Linked DNA regions of Strix aluco: region 2 is linked to region 1. The links are chromatin contacts, called in public Hi-C maps. All regions are on one chromosome and are shown on one strand. Each heading gives the region's core, a stretch centred on a gene start, on an enhancer-like site or on the middle of the called end of the contact. The rest is flanking DNA. Distances are from core to core; before and after follow the strand shown. Region 1 holds the start of EIF2B3 (eukaryotic translation initiation factor 2B subunit gamma). Region 2 holds the start of RPS8 (ribosomal protein S8).

Evidence for each region. Hi-C and Micro-C count contacts between places; a contact is called where the count stands out from the background.
Region 2: a contact with region 1 is called in a Hi-C map of brain, with 4 times the contacts expected there. The contact joins the promoter of RPS8 here to the promoter of EIF2B3 in region 1. A contact is called at or near these places in 2 of 2 Hi-C or Micro-C datasets (brain and heart).

The regions. Positions count from the first base shown.
Region 1 is chr8:11,510,947-11,514,373 of bStrAlu1.hap1, reverse strand. EIF2B3 (eukaryotic translation initiation factor 2B subunit gamma) reads right to left here and starts at 1,598. Exons shown (of 12, transcript XM_074832179.1): 1 at 1,474-1,598; 2 at 1,105-1,253. The coding sequence starts at 1,252. LOC141926447 (E3 ubiquitin-protein ligase HECTD3-like) reads right to left here. Exons shown (of 21, transcript XM_074832178.1): 17 at 3,416-3,427; 18 at 2,878-2,952; 19 at 2,509-2,590; 20 at 2,330-2,401; 21 at 1,978-2,154. The coding sequence ends at 2,070.
Region 2 is chr8:11,690,126-11,693,552 of bStrAlu1.hap1, reverse strand. RPS8 (ribosomal protein S8) reads left to right here and starts at 1,488. Exons shown (of 6, transcript XM_074832186.1): 1 at 1,488-1,628; 2 at 2,486-2,592; 3 at 2,952-3,051. The coding sequence starts at 1,625. It overlaps LOC141926849 (small nucleolar RNA SNORD55/SNORD39), which reads left to right and starts at 2,337; the gene lies at 2,337-2,421. It overlaps LOC141926844 (U5 spliceosomal RNA), which reads right to left and starts at 979; the gene lies at 865-979. LOC141926852 (small nucleolar RNA SNORD46) reads left to right here and starts at 2,757; the gene lies at 2,757-2,860.

The sequences.
Region 1 (3,427 bases), core at 349-2,848:
TTAGCTACCCAGATATCCACATCACAGTATAAAAGTATGATCCCAGCAAAAAAGAGACAGGAGAACAGTCAAAGAAAGCCGACATTTAGAAAGCAGATTTCAACAAACAACAGGCAAAAACCAATTCCAAGGGAAAAAAGTGCTTATGGATTTCTGAATGAAACAAAATGAAGGCAGAGTCTTAAGTTTACTCTTTATTCTGTTCCTTCACACTGAAACAGTAAGAGGCTAATATAGATAATCATGAGCTGATCTTTACATCTTCACAGAAAGAAGAAGCAGTCAGGAGAAAAGCCACAGTGTCAGGATGGAGTACAGAATAATTGCACAGTCACACAGGAGAAGCAAAACGTTAAAGGACAAATACAAACATGAAAAAACAGAGACACAAAAGGTATCAGGAGGAAGTTTTATAAGAAGCAAGGAAAACACCACAGAAAGATTATGTCCACCACTCAAAAGGGAAAAAAAAACCCTAAACCCAGAAAATACTAAAGAACCTCACCATGTACTAAATACCATTTTAGCCCTCCTGTGAACCAAGGCCCACAGGTGAGCATTATAAGTCTGCCACTTCCCCTGCCCTGTTCTGTCCAAAACCCAGTGCCTGGCTCCACGCTGCAACAAGGACTAAATGCCTCAGACACAGCAAGTAACCCTGAACTTCAGGCCAGACTAAAACAACAAACCAAGAGATATCCCAGGAGAGCTGACACACTTCTGACACTGCTCTCACTAATGATTCAGAGAAAGAAACAAGTGAGAGACTCTGGGTTAACAACACTGGGAAAGGCATCAAAATTGGGAAAAGCATATAGATAGGAAAAGCCTTGGTGAGGGGAGAAGAGGGGGAAGAGGGCGCTGGCACAAGAGATGCAGCCTAGAGTGAAGGAAGGGATGTGACACGGTCCAACAGCATAGCTCCAGTGCAGAGAAGATATCTCCTGCTACAGCACCTGCCCCGACCAACAGGGCACCTGCGACAAGACGATTAGAACAAGAGGGGGCGACAAACGAGAGTGGGGGAGGCGACCATGGAAGCCTGAAGAGACCAGGGTAAGCATGTCACCTACACGCCCACACCAAGACACCGTCGCGCCTCACCTTCGAAGCCGGCGCGCTCCAGGAGGTTCAGCGGGTACCAGAGCAGGGGCCGGCTGCCCACCGGGAGCAGCGGCTTCGGGATGCTGGAGGTCAGGTCCGTCATACGGGAACCGCCCCCCGCCGCCATCACCACGGCCTGGAACTCCATGCTGCAGTGGGAGCACAGGGGCAGGGCCTCACTCAACCACGGCCGAACCGAGCAGACCCGAGCCGGGCCAGGCCGAGCCGGGCCGAGCTAAGACCGGATCGGTTCAACCTGGACCGACTTTAGCCACCAGCACTTCTCGGAGTCGTGCGTCGGCTCCCCGCCTCCCCCGCGACCCCACAACCCGTGCAGAGGCGCCGAGCCTCCCCCCGCCTCGCCGTTACCTCGGCTCTGGCGGCCGCCGGCTCCCAGCGCCTCACTGACAGCACAGCAATGGCGGCGCCGGCGCGCACTGCGCGTGCGCGAGGAGAGCCGAGTGGGTCGATCGCGGGCAGCGAAGGTAGAGCGCAGATAGGCTCGATCCGCCTCCTCGCCTTCCTGCGATCGGTTCTTCCCGGCCAGGTCAGCGAGAGGAACACCGAAGGCGGGATCCCAGGCTGCGGAGCGCCGAGTCCATCGATCCCTGCGGGCCGCGGGAGGGGCTCGGCGGCACAGCGCCCCCAGGCGGCCGGGGGTGGGGCTGCAGGCAGCGCGGGGTGCGGGGGGGCAGTTTTCAGGGTGCATTGGGGACCCCCAGCCCCACGGGCACGCCCTGCTCTCCACCCCACAGCACGCCGAGACGGCGCAGCCCTCAGCAGACAGTGCCCTGCTAGCCGCCCCCCCAGCTGCAGCACTGGCCACATACGCTCCAGTCCCAGCCCTCGAGAAGCATGGACACAAACAGGACCTGGGGCAGGACGGCAGGATCTCACCCTGCAATTTTATTGCATCTGGGGTCCCTGGGCAGGTGGCTCCCACGGCATGGGGTGCCTGGGGGGCCTCATTCTTCCCAGGGTTCCTTGTCAGTGTCGATGGACACGCAGTTGTACACGGCATACCGCAGCAGCTCCTCGCAGGCCTTGGCCCTGGCAGGGGGGATGCTGAGTCACGATTGTGATGGGCACCCAGAGCCTCACGCTTCCCTCCCTGCACCCACCCAGACATCCCCCAGGGCAGAACCTGGGGCCCCTGGAAGGAGACCCCAATGTCAGCCCAAGGGAGGGGGGAGCATCCCTGTCCTGCATCCCCAGCTCAACTCACGAGGAATAGTTGGGCAAGAAGAAGCTGCAGGAGCATGTGGAGGCCTGTGGCATCAGGTCCAACGCGTTCAAGCTTGGCAGAAAGGAGAGAGAGTCAGACCCCAGCATGACTCAGGACCCCAGCAGAGTGCAGGGACCTCGCGCCATGCAGGGACCCCAGCCCAGGGAGGATGGACTCACTTCGACCTTTCTGGGAAGACAGTGATCTGAACTGGGAGACGGCTCCGGCCAGTGACGAACTTGAGGAAGCGGCTGAGATCCTCTGAGGGGAAGGACAGGGCTCAGGTCTCAGGGACAGGGACAGGATCATCCCAGTCGCTGCCATCGCAGCAGGGTCTGTCTGTGCAGAACCATCCCGAGAGCATGGGGCAAAGCTAAGGGATGCTCTCAGCATCTCAGGAAAGGTCAGGCCAGACAACTTCCAGGGAAGAACAACAACTTCCAGGGAAGAACCTGGTGAGCATCCCCAGGGTGCAGGGCAGTAGGTACCCTGTCCCCTGGCCCACCCTGCTGCACATAAAGAGCAGGGAAAGTCTTAGGGTCACTCACCACTGGTGAAGTTGTTGAGTGCCTCCAAGAAGTTCTGGATACAGGTGTCATCGGAGGAAAAGTCCTCAAACGTGACTGCGACAAAGTATGTGTAATGGCTTTGTTAGAAACTCGCAGCAAAGCAAATTAACATGTGACATGTCTATTCTGCCCTTCTTGAGAGCCCAGAGCAGAGGCAGGAGAGGAGGAGCCCCTCTGCCCTCAGCCCCTGAGAGCCCCCAGCATCCCTGAGCAGGGCTGGCACCCTGCGCAAAGGCAGGTGGAGAAATGGGGGTCCCAGTTCGCAGGGTGGCCACTTATCTCTGCCCATAGCGGCTGAAGACCAGATGGACCAGACTGGGGACCGGTGGGGTTTGCAGCTAAACCAGAAGCATCCCTATCCAGGGTCTCTCTGGCTTATCCTCCCCCAGGCTCCTGGGTATCCCATGACCAGGGACTCAGCATGGGGCAGGATGCATGCGCAGGACGAGTGTCATCAAGGGGAGCCCCCACCCATACAAGGGTCTGGCAGCAGCTTTGGGCTGGCCCCAGCACTTACTGAACCTCCGCA
Region 2 (3,427 bases), core at 239-2,738, 180 kb before region 1:
GCTCCCCGGCCCGGGGCCAGCCCAGGCGGCCCCTGAGCGCCGCACGGCCGCTCGCTCGCTCCCTTCCCGGGGGAAGAGCGGGAAGAGGAACAGGGAGAAACTCCATACAAATACAACGAAAATTACGTTACGTATTACAACGAAATAATAGTAACTTTGCAAAATTGTAAGGAAAAGGGACAGAAAGTTACGGAGGAAAATAAAACCCGAGACAGACAAGTGAGGCACCTCATCGCCCTCCACAACTCCCTGAACGGAGGGTGCAGAGAGCTGGGGATGAGCCTCTGGAACCAAGGAACGAGCCACAGGACAAGAGGGAACGGCCTCACGCTGCGCCAGGGCAGGTTTAGACTGGATGTCAGGAAGTATTTCTTTGCAGAACGGGTTGTTGGGCGTTGGAATGGGCTGCCCAGGGAGGTGGTGGAGTCCCCATCCCTGGAGGGGTTGAAGAGTCGGGCTGACCCAGCGCTGAGGGGTCCGGTGGAGTTGGGAACGGTCAGGGTGAGGTTCACGGTTGGACTGGAGGAGCTTCACGGTCTTTTCCAACCGAGATGATTCCCGGATTCTATGAAACCACTCGCCCCCCGGCCGGCGCCCAGTCCCGCCCCGAGCAGCGGCCCCCCCCGCCAACCCCCGCGTTCGTGCCGCCGAGCACAACGGCCCGGGGCTCGGGAATCCCCGGGGCAGCCGGCCGGGCCTGGTGCTCTCGGTAGAGACCCGCAGCCGAGCCCCTGGGCCCGGACTCAGCGAACGCGCTCTCATCTAAAACTGAGCCTAGCGCAGCCGCGGGGAGACGGAAACTCGACCGCCCCGCTATGGCGACTACATCCCTACCCATCGCTCTACTTTTAACCAGAAATGGGCAGCTCCACCGAAATGGAGCCTCAAAAAATTTCTCGACACTCGTGCTTGTTCCTCTCCACGGAAATCTTTAGTAAAAGGCGAAAGATTTATACGATCTGAAGAGAAACCGGAGTATGACACAGCTCTCCTCCGCGCACCTACCGACCCCCGGCTGTCGCTCTGTAGTACACGGCGACCCCCGCCACCACCCTACACCCCGCCCCTCGACTCCCCCGTTGTTCTAACCCTCTTCTCCGGACCCGGCCGCGCGTCCGAACCCCCCGGCCCCGCGGGAGCGGCGGAATCTGCTGCCGGGACGGCGCTGCGCCGCGCCGCGGTGCACCCTGGGTATACAAATCAGCAGCAATACTAATGAGCCCTATGCTAATGAGGCTCCCGCCGCGCCCATCACGGCCGTACCCCGGTGGGCGGGGCGCGGGGGCTGCTCCGCCGCGGGATGCCGGGCTCCGGGCCCTGCCTGGCGGCGTTGGCGAGGTGACCCGCGGGGCAGGAAGGACGGGCCTGCGACCGGCCGCCCCCCGACAGCGCTCCCCTCCCTCCTGGGCTGGAGCCCGGGCCCGCCGCTGCCCCGACACACGCTGAGGCTCGGCCGCGGGGGGCCCCCGCCATCACCCGCCGCCTCCCCCCGGGCCGCCGCGTCGCTAGGCAACGGCACGCGCCCGGCGCTGGCGGCGCGGTGACGTCACTACCTCGCGAGAGCTCGCCCCTCCAAACCGCCCCGTGAGGCTCCGCCCATTCCTCTTTGCGCCAGTGCTGCACCATGGGTGAGTGGGGCCGCGCTGGGCCTAGCCGCCATCCGCCGTCATCCGCCGCCCTCCGCTCGCCGCGCCGCCGCTGCCCCTCACCGGGTGACGGCGGCGGGTGCCGTCTGCCTGCACTGCCCGCCACTGCGGGCGGCCACGACGGTGCCGAGTTGCTGGCGGCGGGGAGGGTGCCCAGGCCCAACATGGCGGCGGGCGAGGGCTGAGGGGGGGAGGCGGGATGCGGACGGCCTGGCCTCACGTTGCCTTGGTGCAGCCCCCGAGCGCTGGCCTGGCTCTCGTGGCGGTGGGGCCGTAGTGCTCGGGGGGCTGCGGAGGTAGCTTTTCCCGCTATGAATCCTGCGGACGAGGTGGGACGGCTTTCGCAGCAGACCCAGCAGGAAGGGTGGGGGGAGTCCTTGTACCTAGCGCGTTGGCGGGGGGTTGTGGAGGAAGCAGGAGATGGGGTGCCCAGCAGGCTGGGTAGGAGAAGGGGGTTTGTGTTGGGGTGTCTCTCGGGGGCCCAGCAGCCTGCCAGACCCGGAGGATAATGTAGGGTGTTTCCCGTGGGGTGCCCAGCAGCTTGGGATGGGGCGCTAACCATGGGGTGCCCAGCATGCCAGCTAAGTTGGGAGGCCACCTCCCAGGGGGGACAACCCTTGGATGGGATGGAGGGACTCTGTGTGCTTTGTACAGCCCTGCTGGGAGGGAGGGAGCAGGTCCAGGCGGGTCTGAGTCTCAATGATGAAGCTTCTCTGACTGCTGCATAAGGCTGAGTGCACTGTGCGGATACCAACCTTGGAGAGCTGAGGACTCAGAACTGTGCCCTGCCACGGCCAGGTGGGCTCTGCCGTCCTCTGACCAGGCTGCTCTCTGCTCAGGTATCTCCAGGGACAACTGGCATAAGCGTCGCAAGACTGGGGGCAAGAGGAAGCCCTACCACAAGAAGAGGAAGTATGAGTTGGGGCGACCTCCTGCTAATACTAAGGTGGGTGGTTTGGGGAAGGCAGTCGGTAGTTGTGTTGGGTTGCTGGTCATGTGTTTTAGAGGTTTAAACGTGCTGTGTTTTGTGAGCAGTTAAGTCTCTGGCTTATAAAGGTGGTATTTCCCTCTGTCTGCAGAAAGCAGCAATACATTTCTGAAACAAGAGGCAATTGGAATGATGAAATTTTTACCTTAGGTAGATGCAACAGACCGTTTTGGTCACTCACCGTATCTGCCGATGCTGGGGTTTGTCATAGTTACACTGACCACATTGCCTTTGAGCTTAGGAGTTAGCTGGGCTCCTGCGTGAGCTGTGCAGCATTCCAGCACCAACAACACGCTGGTGTTTGTTTCTGACTGTAGATTGGCCCACGCCGAATTCATACAGTGAGAGTTCGTGGTGGAAATAAGAAATACCGTGCCCTTCGGTTGGATGTCGGCAACTTCTCCTGGGGATCGGAATGTAAGTACATCGTATGCCTGATGTGTTGGAAGGGAGAAGTCTTTTACAGCCGTGCTGGTCCCCAGTACTGTTGCAGGGTAGAGGGATGATGGTGGACTTGTAGGCTGGGTTGGAGCACTGTGGAGCTTGCAGCACTGGGTCTGAAGCAGCATGCAGAGTGATGAGAACTTTGACCTTACGTGGCCTTAGGAGACTTGGATGTCTGCTAAGTTCACAGTGATTGGAGTGTCATAGTTACACTGAGTGACATGCTCGCATTACCTTTTTACTGAGGGGAGGGGAGCTACAGAGGGACAAAAAACCTAAATGTGGATAGTTCTTCATAAATGCAACTTTTCTGGTTTATTGATGAACACTTCCTAAAAGTTAGGTGGTC